Regions from separate parts of the Mus musculus genome. Here region 1 is linked to region 2. Evidence: chromatin contacts called from public Hi-C data. All regions are on one chromosome and are shown on one strand. The core of a region is the stretch at or near the end of the contact, and the rest is flanking DNA. Distances in the headings are between cores, read along the strand shown.

The links. Hi-C and Micro-C count contacts between places; a contact is called where the count stands out from the background.
Region 1: a contact with region 2 is called in a Hi-C map of cerebellum, with 1.7 times the contacts expected there. The contact joins two enhancer-like sites. A contact is called at or near these places in 6 of 484 Hi-C or Micro-C datasets (cerebellar granule neurons, cerebellum, nephron progenitors and 3 more).

Annotation. Positions count from the first base shown.
Region 1 is chr4:142,769,796-142,776,425 of GRCm38.p6, reverse strand. No RefSeq gene overlaps it. Among named protein-coding and RNA genes, the nearest start is that of Gm42341, 130 kb to the right of the region's middle. Within about 2 kb of position 3,340, at least 46 of the 459 cell types and tissues checked have an H3K27ac peak or open chromatin away from gene starts, as enhancers often do. A contact at or near this core is called in cerebellum and stem cell-derived neural stem cells, where this site is marked.
Region 2 is chr4:142,620,332-142,627,158 of GRCm38.p6, reverse strand. No RefSeq gene overlaps it. Among named protein-coding and RNA genes, the nearest start is that of Gm42342, 8.0 kb to the left of the region's middle. Within about 2 kb of position 4,363, at least 14 of the 459 cell types and tissues checked have an H3K27ac peak or open chromatin away from gene starts, as enhancers often do. A contact at or near this core is called in cerebellum and stem cell-derived neural stem cells, where this site is marked.

The DNA.
Region 1 (6,630 bases), core at 2,091-4,590, 150 kb before region 2:
TAGAGAGGCTAGGAGAGACCCAGAGGGGCCCTCTGCAGGTTGGAGGAACTAATGACATTTGTAGTGTGTGTGTGTGTGTGTGTGTGTGTGTGTGAGAGAGAGAGAGAGAGAGAGAGAGAGAGAGAGAGAGAGAGAGAGAGAGAGTATGTGTGTGTGTGTGTGTGTGTGTTTGTGTGTGTGATGTGTGTGTATGTGTTTCTGATGTGTATGTGGTGTGTGTATATGTGTGTATAATGTTTGTATGTATGTATTGTGTATGTGTGTGATGTTCATGTGTGTATATGTATGTGTTTGTATGTGTGTATGATGTTTGTATGTATGTGTGTTTCTGATGTGTATGTGGTGTGTGTATGTGGTGTGCCATGTGGTGTATGTAGGTGTAGTGGTGTGGTATGGTGTGTATGTATGGTGTGTGAGGTATGCTTATATGTGTGGTGTCTGTGTGTTGGTGTGTGGCATGTGGTATGTGTGTATATGCAGGTGTGTGTGGTATATGTTGTGTATGTGCGTGTGTTCACACACATCTTTATAAATGTCCCTGTGTGTGGAGTCTCAGATGCTGTTCCTCAGGTGCCGTCAATCTTGTTTTTGGTTTTGTTTAATTTTTTTTGTTTTTTTTGAGACAATATCTGGATATCTGTAGACCATCTGGCCACAGACTCACAGATATCCCCCTGCCTCTGCTTCCTGAGTGCTGGCATTAAAGGCACATGGTTTTTGACAGAGTCTCTCGTTGATCTGGAGCTTGTGAATTGGACTCGGTTGGCAATGAGCCCCAGGACACTGAGATTCCAAGTGAGAACCACACGGACCATTCTCATGGATGCTGGGATGATGCTTAGGCCTGGGCATCTATAAAGCCAGCACTTCACCTGTGAGCCCCCTCCCCTGCCCTAGCTCCTGGAGTCGCTTCTCCTCCTAATATCAAGCCATCTGAACGGACCTGGCAGGAGCTGGAGACTGTTCTGTGTGGGTTAAATTCAGAGCTCGACATCAGTAAATTTGGCCCTCGCACACGAAGCCTGTACACCCAACAAGCAAGCAATGGTACATGTCTAAGTTGAACCACAGCGAGGTCAAATTTACTTCCTCTTCATCACCAGGGCCACAGCCAGGAGAGGCCAAACAAGCTTCTGGATGTGTCCTCGTCACTAACAGCACAGTTGGTCCACTGATGGGGAGCAGCCAAGCACAGCAGACCTGTTTCATCCTGAATTGGCTGCTCTGCTGGGGTCCTGCCATTCCAGGTGGGAAAGAGTTGGACCCCTCCAGCAACCTCAGAGTCCTGGCATTATCTGTAGAGTATTTGTACTTCTGAATCAGAGGCACAAACATAGCTCTTTCTTTTGCTACCCTGGGCAGGGGGACAATGCGCAATCAAGTCTGACTGCTGGCTTTCAAATGGCACTTGAGCCCTTGAAGCGTTAGCTTCCAGGTGTACAGAGGTAACTGAGGATAGCCGTGTCCTGCTTTTCGGGATGCAAGGAAACTTCTGACTAGGGTTCTGGGGAAATGACTCAGGGGGCAAAGCGCTTGATGTGCGAGCGTGAGATCTCATTATGCATGCTGGCCTGTAAGTCAAGCCCACCTACGGGGGGGGGGGGGGGGTGGGAAGAGGAGGCAAGAGACTTCCCTAAATTCCTGGGCCAGAGTGCCTGTGCATAGTGGGGAAGTACCACAGTCTCATCCTGGTTAGCTTTCCTTGTCAGCCTAGACTCATCTGAGGGGAGAGCCTCAATGGAGGCACTGCCTAGATCGGATGAGCCAGTGGGCATTTCCGAGTTGGGATGGGGAATTGTCTAGGTTGTTAATTGATGTGGAAGAGCCCAGTCCACTGTGAGCGGCACCATCCCCAAGCAAATGATGCTGGGCTATATAAAAAAGCTACCTAAGCATGAACCTATGAGTGAGGCAGTAAGCGGTGTCTCTTCATAGTGTCAGTGTCAAGTTCCTGCTTCCATTTCCTCCCCTGACTTCCTTCAGCGATGGACTGGGACCCGGAAATGTAAACCAGCTACACCCTTTCATCAGAAAGTTGCTTTTGGTCATGGTATTTAATCACAGCAATGTCTTAAACAAAACAGAAGGTTGTCATCTGACCTGGATTTTTGTCCAAGCTTCTACCCCTATCAGGAGACTCGGCTTCATGCCTGTTTGCACACATGTGCTATGAATGCTTGTGCATGTGCATGTGTGTGGAGGGCAGAGGACAACCTCCACAGTGATGGAAAGAAGGGAGAGGAGGAGGAGAGAGACCCCAAGACCGGGTTCCCCAATCCCCCTTAGCAGTTTGTGCCCCTAGTGGCCTAGGGATCCCCTGCTGGGCTCTGCCTTCTTCTGTGCATTCATGCATGTAGAAGGCAGAGAGAGGCCCATGCCAAGTGTCTTTGTCTGTCGCTCCTCATGTCTCTCACTGAACTAAAGCTCATCAATTCAGTTAGACTGGCCAGTGGGCCCTAGGGGACTCCCCCTCCTGTCTCCACACCTCTCCCGCGTAGGTGCCTGCGGCTGTACTTAGCTTTTTAAAAACAAAGATGATAGAGATCTGCATTCAGATACAGACATGGAGCTACTGGGTCAGCAGTGGCTGGGGGAATGGGAAATGACAACGGGTCCAAGTTCAAGCTGGCCTGGGGCCAGCAGCCACCTGGTCGAGTAGGGCAGACAGAGCCAGGGCTGTCGGTGGATTTTCTTCCTTGGCAGGCGTGGCGCAGAAATGGCACACTTTGTGTTCTGGCTTTCCCTCCCCTCACCCCGTTATGGTTTGCAGGTTGAGTGCCCCATAAAGACCCATATGGAAGGATGTGTTTCCTAGGATATGCGGGGCATGAGAGAAGGTGAGTCCTAAGGGCTAGGAAGACAGCTCAACTGGAGAAGCTTTCTGTACAAGAATGTGTCTGTCTTCAGTGTCTTCGCTCTTGAGCTTTCTTAAAAAAAAAAAAAATCTCGGCATCCTTCCCCTTCCTCAGAGAGCAGGTTCTCTCTCCTCTCACTCCCCACACACCCCTCAGATTCGCTCACACACTCTGCTGAGCTGCACAGGCTTCCAGCCAGGCCCTCGGGCGCCTGCTGCTGTCCTTTACCCCAGGCAGAAGGTCAATTTCCTCCTCTTTATCTTTTCTCAGCCAGTTTTACAAAGGAGGAGATCTTGGAGCGATTTATTGCCGCATCGACATGTAAATTATGCCAGGGCATTTAGAGCATAAAAGCAGCATACTCGGTTTGGGCTTAACGTCACCCTTCAATCTTGTTCCTTTTTCTTCTCTACACAGTGGCCTTCCTGAAGACAGTGGGGGGGCGGGGGGGAGAGAGGCACACAAAAGTAGTCGCATGCAGTTAGCCACACAGGATCGAGCTCTTCACATTTAACAGGAAGATAGGGCCCCCTCCTAAGTGTCCTCACTGCTACAAACACAAACAAGCAAATAAAGGACGACATAATTCTCTGCTCTGTGAAACAGCACAACTGAAGCCGTTGCCAGGGGCAACCTTATTTATCCGGATGTAAATTTAAGTTAGGCTTGAGCTTTGCTTGAGTGCGAAGGGAAAAGGGTTTCTAATCTCACTCTAGGGAGAACAGGACAAAAGATGTGATCTGGTGTGCTTCAGACTACCTGGGAGGCAGAACCTGGTCTCTTCATTTCACAAGGAGGCTAGGGGGCTTTCTCACCCACGGCCACTGTCAAAGCTGCACTGGGGGTCGAGGGAAAGTCAGGTCTTCCTGATATGGATCCAGTCCAACGTAGACCTACGGAACAGCCTCCCAGTCCAGAATCCTGGATCCCTCCCTGTTCAGGGATAAAAGGACAGAAATTACAACCCAGGGTCAGCAAGATGGCTCAGCCAGTGAAGGTGCTTGCTGCCAAGACTGAAGACCTGGGTCCCACATAGTGAATAGATTTTGACAAATTGACTGTCCTCTGACCTCCGCATGTACAGCTTAATGTGCATGTGTGTGTGTGTGTGTGTGTGCACGTACAGACACACAGACACATAGACACACACAGACACACACACACTGAGTAAAACGTAACAAAATATGTTTTTAAATTAAGAAGAGGCAGTAGTTAGCAAACCATTCCCAACACTGTCCCTGCCAGGTATGGGTCACCCCTTCAAGCTATCCCTCCTGGAGTTTGAGAGCACTAGGTTACTTTGGCCTCAGGACACTGTCTCTTTCTATTCTTTTCTTCTGGGACAGCTTCACCCCATGCCTCTGAGCACCCAAATCCTGCTTCTCCCCCGGATCTTGTTCAAACGCCACATGACTGAGAAGCCATTTCTGGACACGATATTGAAAGGCACAACCTGTGTGCCTGGTTCCATGGGGACTCTGCAGCCCATTATCCTGCCACTCTGGATTTCCTGTCTACAATTGTCTCCCGCCTTTGTTCAGTCAATCATTCTGGAAACATGTGTCGAGGCTTCCTCTGTGACCAGTGTTGTTGCAGTTTCCGAGAATACAGCAGGGACAGCAGGGACACAAACAAAGGGAAGCTATTGTCCTCAGGAGCTGCCATAGGTGCCATAGGTGCCATAGACCTACAAAGTAAATGCATTCCATGGACCGTGAAGAGGATGGTGGAGGCTTAGGGGAAGAGGACTGAGAAAGACCTTATATGAGATTAGGTGAGGCAGGAGCATGTAGAGAACTGAGGGCTGGCAGAGGGCAGGACAGCCAGTGGCTGGGGTAGGCTGAGCAGGTGGGGGAGGGGGTTTATGGCCAGATGGACAGTGGGAAGCAGGAGTACATAGAGGGGGTAGGGTGTTTCACAGCACTGCAGACCCTGGCTTGAGGCTGAGTGACATTGAAGCAGTTGGAGCATTCGCATAGAGGAGGAGCAAGTTGATGTAGCTGTGCTTTGAAAGGCAGATGCAGAGCTAAGAATTTGCTAAAGGAATCCATGCAGGAAGAGCGCATTCTCAGGCAATTGAGGATGTCGACAAGGAGCAGTCTGACTGTGCGCGCGCACACACAACTGTGGGAATAAAAGCACTTTATTCCTATACTTCGGATCAGTTTCTGCTATCCTTACTTAACACCGTTCATGTTTTCCCCGTATTGACTAATACGGGGAAAGAGTAATACCATCTTCTTGGTGAGGTCTTATTATCCCTCTTCACGGCTGTGCCACCATTTACCTAGCGAGTCACAAGTCAAACGATTCAACAGTTTCACAGGAGTCAGTGTGACAAGTAATTTTTCCATGAAACTTTCTAGAATTTCCACCCCTGAGCCTTGGCTCCTTCCATTGACTTTTAAGTCTCAGAATTGTCAACCAAGGTCTGCAGATAGTTGCAGCATCTTGGTACCTTACGTGACGCTGTGATATTCCACGGGCTAACAGTTGTATAGAGTACATCCCTGCTAGCCATGGGCCTATCTCCCCAGCCAATATGAAATATCCTCAGCAAGAGTGAACATGGATTGGTGATGCTGGCCGATGCTATTTATTGCCATTGCATTGCTTTGCCGAGAGAGAGAGAGAGAGAGAGAGAGAGAGAGAGAGAGAGAGAGAGAGAATGAGAATGTGTGTGTATGTAATGTATCCCCCCAGAAATAGTTTTACTTATAAAATATTGACATGTATACACACACACAAGCACAGACACACATAGATACAGACATATTTGCAGATACAGACACAGACAGACAGACAGACAGACAGACACACCCAGATACAGACACAAACTGACAGGCAGACAGACAGACACACACAAAGCACAGACACAGACACATAGACAACAGACAGACACACACATATAGACACAGACAAAGGCACAGAAACAGACAGACACATAGACACAGACATAGGCACACATACACACACACACACACACACACACACTCCTGTGCACATGCCTAATTACCCCAGAAATGGAATCCACGACAGATCAAAGTAACAATTTCACTAAGGTCCAATTTGGGGGAAGCAGTGAGTTTGTGCTGGGATTAGGAACAGGCACGGTGGGGGAGGGTTTACAGGATCAGGGTAATACAAAAGCAGCTGCGTCACTGAAAAGCTCCCCCAGACTCCAGGGCTAACTCACTAAGCGGCTGCCCTAAAGCTCTCTGCGAAGCTTGCCGGCAGCTCAGCACGTTCAGGAGTTGTGTTCTCTCAGTGCCACTGCTTAGAGTCTCCCCTCTCAGCTGCTGTTAGCTGCTCCTGTAAAGCTGGGGAGGGGCCTTGAATATATCACACATTTCAGCTTTCCCAGACATGTGACCTTTCCTTACCACCGGTGTCTCACGAGCCTCCACTGACCTCCCGGAGTGAATGTTTCAATCTGTAGAAAACTGTCATGTAACACAGACGCAGATGCAGATGCAGACGCAGATGCAGACGTGGTTTTGCATGGGTGCACACAAGAAGGGAGGATGGATTTTCAATGCCACGTGTCTTCCTCAGTTAATTTTGGAGACAAGGTCTCTTTCCTGAGCCTAGAACCAGCAGGTTCAGTTAGACTGGCTAGATAACAAGCCTCAGGGACTTCCACCACCCCAACTCTCAAGTTCTACAGACACATGATCTTGTCTGGCTTTTAAGTGGGTGCTGGGAATTCGAACTCAGGTTCTCAGGCTTGCACACAAGCACTTTTGCCCACCAGGCTTCTCCCAGCGCTTTGCCC
Region 2 (6,827 bases), core at 3,114-5,613:
GTGCTCAATGAGGTGCTTGGGTGCATGCTGAGTCCCTACCCACAGTGCTCTGGGAGGGGGTGGGTTCAGCACTGGATCCATACCCACAGTGCTCTGGAAGAGGGTGGAGTCAGCGCTGGGTCCCTACCCACAGTGCACTGGGAAGGGGTGGGTTCAGCACTGGGTCCGTACCCACAGTGCTCTGAGAGAGGGTGGAGTCAGCGCTGAGTCCCTACCCACAGTTCTACTCTTACACTCCCTTCAACACTCCCTTCTTTGGCTGTCTCCGTCCCTCTTGCTCCATGTGAACTTCTATTTCCCAGCTTTCTGACTGGCTCGAGAAAAGAGATGTAATCTCCTGATACGGGAACACAGGGCATTTGGTTTAACTAGAGCTGCCACGTGATGTTGCCATAGTCATGATATATGGAGAGGGTGGGGGCCAGCACCTGTCATACAAACCCCAACACTAAGCATACCAAAGCAGGGCAGGGTATTTGTGCTCCCAGAGCAGAGTCTGGGAAGAGGGGATTTGGCTGCTGATCACCTTAAGTGTTATCCAAAGTACAACCCTAGCTCTTTTGGAGGCTTGGGCTCTGGACCAGAGTCACAGGTCATTATTCATTATACAAGCAGATGGAATGTGTTTGACTCTCAAGAACGCAACCAGGGAGATTTATCCCAAGATTGATGATGCTCTGTGCCCAGACTGGGGCTCGGTTTCTGAGAACAGCTGTGGTTAGAAAGGACTGAGATAAAGAGAAAGCTGAGAACTGGTTTTGGGGAGACCTTGGGCCCATGGGGTATGGAAAGGCTAGATGTGTTAGTATAATTTGGAGGAGGGGGGAGAGGGGAGAGAGAGAGGGAAAGAATGAATTATGACTTTGAAGATCTGAAGTCTATCCTGGGAGCAGAGGATGGTGCTGTTCTAATCCATGTCAGACCTGAGAAGCACAGGACTTGGTGGCCCAAGGTCTAGTTCAAGACCAAAGCCAACTTGCTGGGCAGGAGATCGATGCCATGACGACTCTCAGAGAGGACGTTCTCCCTCTTCGGGCCTTTCATTCTTATCCAAGCCTTCAGCAGGCGAGGCCCACTCACACCAGAAAAGGCCTCTTGGTTTACTCGGCTCACACATTTGATATTCATCTTCGCCAAATGGGATGTGTTTAACCAAATGCCTGTGGACACCTTGTGGTCCAAGCAAGTTCACACACCCATGAATCCACACATTAGAGAACCTGAGGTGTAGACCTGAGCTAGACACAAGGAGACAGAGCTGATCAGGAAGCAGGGGGCCCAGCCCTAGACACAAGGCTGGAGAGTCTAATGGGCATGTATCCACAGTGACATGTAATCACCTACTTGAGCACTGCTTATCAGAAAGAAGCAGTGAGCTTGGGCCATGCTTGACATTGCTCTGTGGGGGACATTGAGGAACATGATGTAGCTGCCTCGTTTCCCAAATCCAACTCGCTGAGATTAAACTTCCTCCTCAACCGTGCCTGACAAGGAACCTGTAATTCCCTGTTCCCAGGCAACCTGGTGTGATTCAGAAAGTGGGAATCAACTCAGCCACAGAGAAAGGGACTGTGAGAGGAGAGAGAGGGAGGGGGAAGGAGGGGGAGGAGAAAAAGCAGGAGGGGGAGGAAGAAGGGGAGGGAGGAGGGGAGAGAGGAAGGGGGAGAGAGGGGAGAGAGGGAGAGACAGAGACAGAGAGAGACAGAGACAGAGAGAGAGAGAGAGAGAGAGAGAGAGAGAGAAGTGTGTGAGCCACATAAAGGGGATGGGGTGGAAACATAAGATCCAGGAAAAAAAATAGAAAAATCTGTCAGTACTCAATATTATAGCATTTTCCTCCACTATAATAAGGAACTGCAGACATCTACAGATTAGGAACCTCTTTAAACATCAAAGTGGCTGGAGGAGGAAGAGGCTGGAGTGAGCTGACATCTCCGGGAGGTTTACCAGAAGGCAGGACTGATTTGGATGGAAGGTGAACAGATGACTCAGAAACAGGGAGATGAGAGGGGCCCAGGGGAGTGGAGGGAAGTGGCGTGGGTGAGCGAACGCAATAGATTCTAATCGAAGCTCACATGGTTTGAATCTTCTTCATGGTACAACACTGGAACTGAACAACAGTCTCCATACTTCTGGCTCTCACGTTTTCTTTTCTTTTCTTTCTTTCTTTTTTTTTTATTACTTTTATTTTTTTACTGTTCAGTCATTGCCCCCCTCCAAGTCTTCCCTCCCACAGTTCCTCCTCCCATTCTTCCTCCCCCTGTCTCCAAGAGGATGGCCGCCCCCACCAGACCTCTCGACTCCCTGGAGCCTAAAGTTTCTCGAGGGTTAGGTGCATCTTCTACCACTGAGGCCAGACCAAGCAATCCTCTGCTGTCTATGTATCAGCAGCCTCGGACCAGCTCCTGTATGCTCCCTGGTTGGTGGCTCAGTGTCTGAGAGATCTCAGGGTTGGGGTTAATTGAGGCTGCTGGTGTTCCTATGGGGTTGCCCTCCTCAGCTTCTTCCATCCTCCCCCTGATTCAACCACAGGGTTCTCAAATTCAGCCCAATGGTTGGGTGTAAGTATCTGCATCTGTCTCAGTCAGCTTCTTGTTGGGCCTCTCAGAGGACAGCTATGCTTGGCTCCTGTCTGTAAGCACATCATAGCATCAGTAATCGTGTCAGGCCTTGGTGCCTCCCCATGAGATGGATCCCAAGTCGGGCCTGTCATTGGACCACCTTTCCCTCAGTCTCTTCTCCATTTTTGACCCTGCAGTTCTTTCAGACAGGAACAATTCTGGATCAGAATTTTTGACGGTGGAATGGCAACCCCAACCCTCTGTTTGGTGCCCTGTCTTTCTACTGGAGGTGGACTCTACAAGTTCCCTCTCTCCACTGCTGGGCATTTCATCTAAGGTCTCTCCCATTTGAGTCCTGAAAGTCTTTCACTTCCCACATCTCCGGTACTTTCTAGAGGGCTCTCCCCCCTCCTCCCCCTCCCGAGGTTGCATATTTGCATTCATTCTGCTGGCCCTCATGGCTTCTCTCCTGTTCACCCCTTACCTTATCATGCACCCCTTTTCCTCTCACCCTCCCCTCTCCCACCTAGGTCCGTCCCTCCCTCTGCCTCCTGTGATTATTTTCTTCTCCCTCCCGAGTAGGATTGAAACATCCTCACTTGGGCCCTTCTGCTTGTTAACCTTCTTGAGTTCTGTGAATGTATCCTAGGTATTCTGTACTTTTTGGCTGATATCCACTTATCAGTGAGTATATACCATACATGTCCTTTTGGTATTGGGCTACCTCACTCAGGATGATATTTTCTAGTTCCATCCATTTGCCTGCAACATTCATGATGGCCTCTCCCGTTCTTAATAGCTAAATAGTATTCCATTGTATAAATGAACCACGTTTTCTGTATGCATTCCTTGCTCGTGGGGCGTCTGCGTTGCTTCCAGTTTCTGGCTATTATAAATAAAGCCGCGCATTTTCTAATATAGGACAAGCACCTCCTGCCTCGAAGGACAAAAGCATGAAAGTAACGACAGAGTGTAGGCCCACAGAAAGCAGTTTCTCTTCATCCATCTTGCTCTGTGTGTGTGTGTGTGTGTGTGTGTGTGTGTGTGTGTGCATGTTGTGTGTCACTATGTGAGTATGTGAGTGAATGTGTACATGTGTGTGTGTGTGCATGTAGTGTGACTGTGTAGGTACGTGAATATATGTGTGAAGGTGTACATGTGTATGAATGTGTGTTTGTGGAATGGTATGTGCATGTTTGTGAGTGTACGTGTGTGAGCGTATGTGCAGAATGTGTATATATGTATGAGTGTGTGTATCCATGGGGGCATGGGTATGAGTGTGTGTTTGTGAGTGTATTGTATGAGTGTGTGTGTGTGTGTGTGTGTGTGTGTTTGTGAATGTGTGTTTCCATGGTGTGTGTGTGTGTGTGTGTGTGTGTGTGTGTATGTGTGTGTGTGTGGTGTCCATGAAAGAGTGTTTGCACATGTTTGTTGAATGTGTGCACAGAGGTGTGTGTGTATACATGTATGCATGCCTTTAATTTCCTGCACTCCCCTTGCAACTCCCTCAGAATTCATGATAGTTACATGTTCCTTTCTGCTTTTTCCTGACATCCTAAAGGCAGGACTGAGCCCTCCTGTTTCTGGAAGTATCCCCAGGTCCTGCTTCAGAAACAGATTCCCTGTAGGTGTTCAACAGACACTTGTATGAATGGGTAGAAAATAATCCTGAAATCACATCTGACTTGAAAGTTGCTCTCAGTCTTTGAGGGGTCATAAGTTGGCCAACTCTGAAATATCCAAACTGGAAGAGGAGGGCTACCATGGCAACACACCCGTCTTACCCTTTTGTTTGTCAAGCTGGGTGGCCCTGTTCCTGCTTCCTGCCTGGCAGCGTCAGTGACCAGACTCCCCCAGGCTTTGGCCCATTTCCTTAGCTTAAATCCGGAGAAAATCAGACAGCCCCGAGCATCTGGCCCCCTCTCCTGCTAGCAGGTCCCTTCCTGAACTGTCATGTCTCCACATCATCTCCTAACCCTCCTGCCACCCTAGGGGTTCAGAGTAAGGAGGGGCATATGTGCCCAAACTGTGCTCACAGGGACCCCTGCGGCAAGTGTGCATGGTGTGTGGCATCTTTCTTCCTTCCCCTTAGCTGTCTGCAGAGACCCAAAACTCCCATTAATGGGAAACAGACCTCGTGGGCAAGTTTGAGAGAGAGGAAAGCTGACCTCTGCACTCTTTCCCTAATCAGATTAGCAGAAGATAAATTGAGGGTGACACTTCCTTCTTTATCTCTGATACCAATTCCAGTTGATTGGTATCGGCTGCCTAGATTGCTGTGTCATGAAGGAATCGGAGGCTGGGGCCCCAGCGAATCAGGACAGCGTATTGGGATCGATTGGCAATGTCTGCCGTGGGCATGGGACAGTGAATAGAGCAACTCAACTCGCGGCAGAATATCAGCCACAACACTAGGTGGACGCCCTGTTCGCTCCGAGTAATGGAAGGCCTCAACTCACAACACAAGCACACAGCTCTGCCTGAGCATGGGGAATGAGTGGGCCGGGTTTGCACAAGCGGAGAGGGGAGGAGGGGTTAGGGGCTGCTGTTAGGCAGGCTCTCCTCTCCCTGCACACTTTCATTCCTCTCCTTTTCTTTCTTGCATCCATCCGATCCTCTGAAAAACAGCCATGAGAGCGTTTGTTTACACTCCAGAGTAGCACATGAGGCATTCTAAGAGCCGAAACAAAGAGTCACGACCACTCTCCAGACTCAAACCTCTGGGTCCGAAAGGTGTTCCAACGCCTGAGTCCTAGGGCCAATGAGCTTGTAGCAGGTGCCCCATGAGCTTGCGTGGTAGAGGGCAGAGGGCATCTGTTTCCCACAAAACATCTCTGTAGCTCAAGGATACAAAGTCTACTCCATCATTAGTTTTGAAACACAAGGTTTCCATCTGTAACTTTGCCTTGTCTTGAACTTGCTATAGAGACCAGGACTCAAACTTACAGAGATCCAACTGCTTCTGCCTCCTGAATGCTTGGATTAAAGGTGTGCACATCTTTAATCCCTTTGTCTCTTTGAATCAAGGCCCCACCCCCACCCCTCGCTGGATGCTAGGGCCTGTGTCACTCCACAGAGCAGAGCATAGTGATGCAGAATTGTCTGTATCCTCCCCCCACCATCTCCCTCCACTACCAAGTACCAGGTACCTGCCACCTGGCAGAGAGCTGAGACTTGGCTAAGAGTAATCAGTCTCAGAACTGTTCATTCGCAGGACAACTGTCCCCAGCATCTGATTCTGTTTAGCCACAAAAGACATCAGCAAGGAAAACATTCTTAACAAGACCCTGAGCCATATTCTGTGAGATGTGTGTGTGTGTGTGTGTGTGTGTGTGTGTGTGTGTGTGTGTGTGTGTGTATGTATGTATGTATGTATATATGTGTATGTATGTATGTATATAGTCTTAGTCAGGGTTTCTATTCCTGTACAAACATCATGACCAAGAAGCAAGTTGGGGAGGAAAGGATTTATTCGGCTTACACTTCCATACTGCTGTTCATCACCAAGGAAGTCAGGACTGGAACTCAAGCAGGTCAGAAAGCAGGAGCTGATGCAGAGGCCATGGAGGGATGTTCCTTACTAGCTTGCTTCCCCTGGCTTGCTCAGCCTGCTCTCTTATAGAACCCAAGACTACGAGCCCAGAGATGTTCCCACCCACAAGGGGCCTTTCCCACTTGATCACTAATTGAGAAAATGTCTTATAGTTGGATCTCATGAAGGCATTTCCTCAACTGAAGCTCCTTTCTCTGTGATACTAGCCAGTACATATATATATACATATATACATACATACATATATATATACATATATACATACATACATATATACATACATACATATATATATACATACATACATACATTTCTGTAAGTGTATGGTATTTGTGAGTGTATATGTGTATGTGTGACAGTGTATGAACATGTGTGTCTATAGAGTGAGTATGTGCATGTGTTTGTAGAATGTCTGCATGGGTCTCTGTATGATTTTGAAGGGATGCCAATGGGGTGAGTGTGTGCACCTGTTTGTAGCATATGTGTGTTGGGGGGTTGCATGTATACAGGTACACATGGCTTAAGAATGAAAAGCCCACCCTTCAGGTTGTCTTATAGACTTGGGATGTTCTTCTTGGATCGTCCTGGCCCCAGCTTCCTTCAAGTCCAGGTCCAGGGCACCCCTCCACCCCCACACTCCGAGCTGGGATGCTGAAGATGACCAGCATCCTTTTCATCAAGACCTGGTTGGCACGGAGTTGGAAATGTAGCCT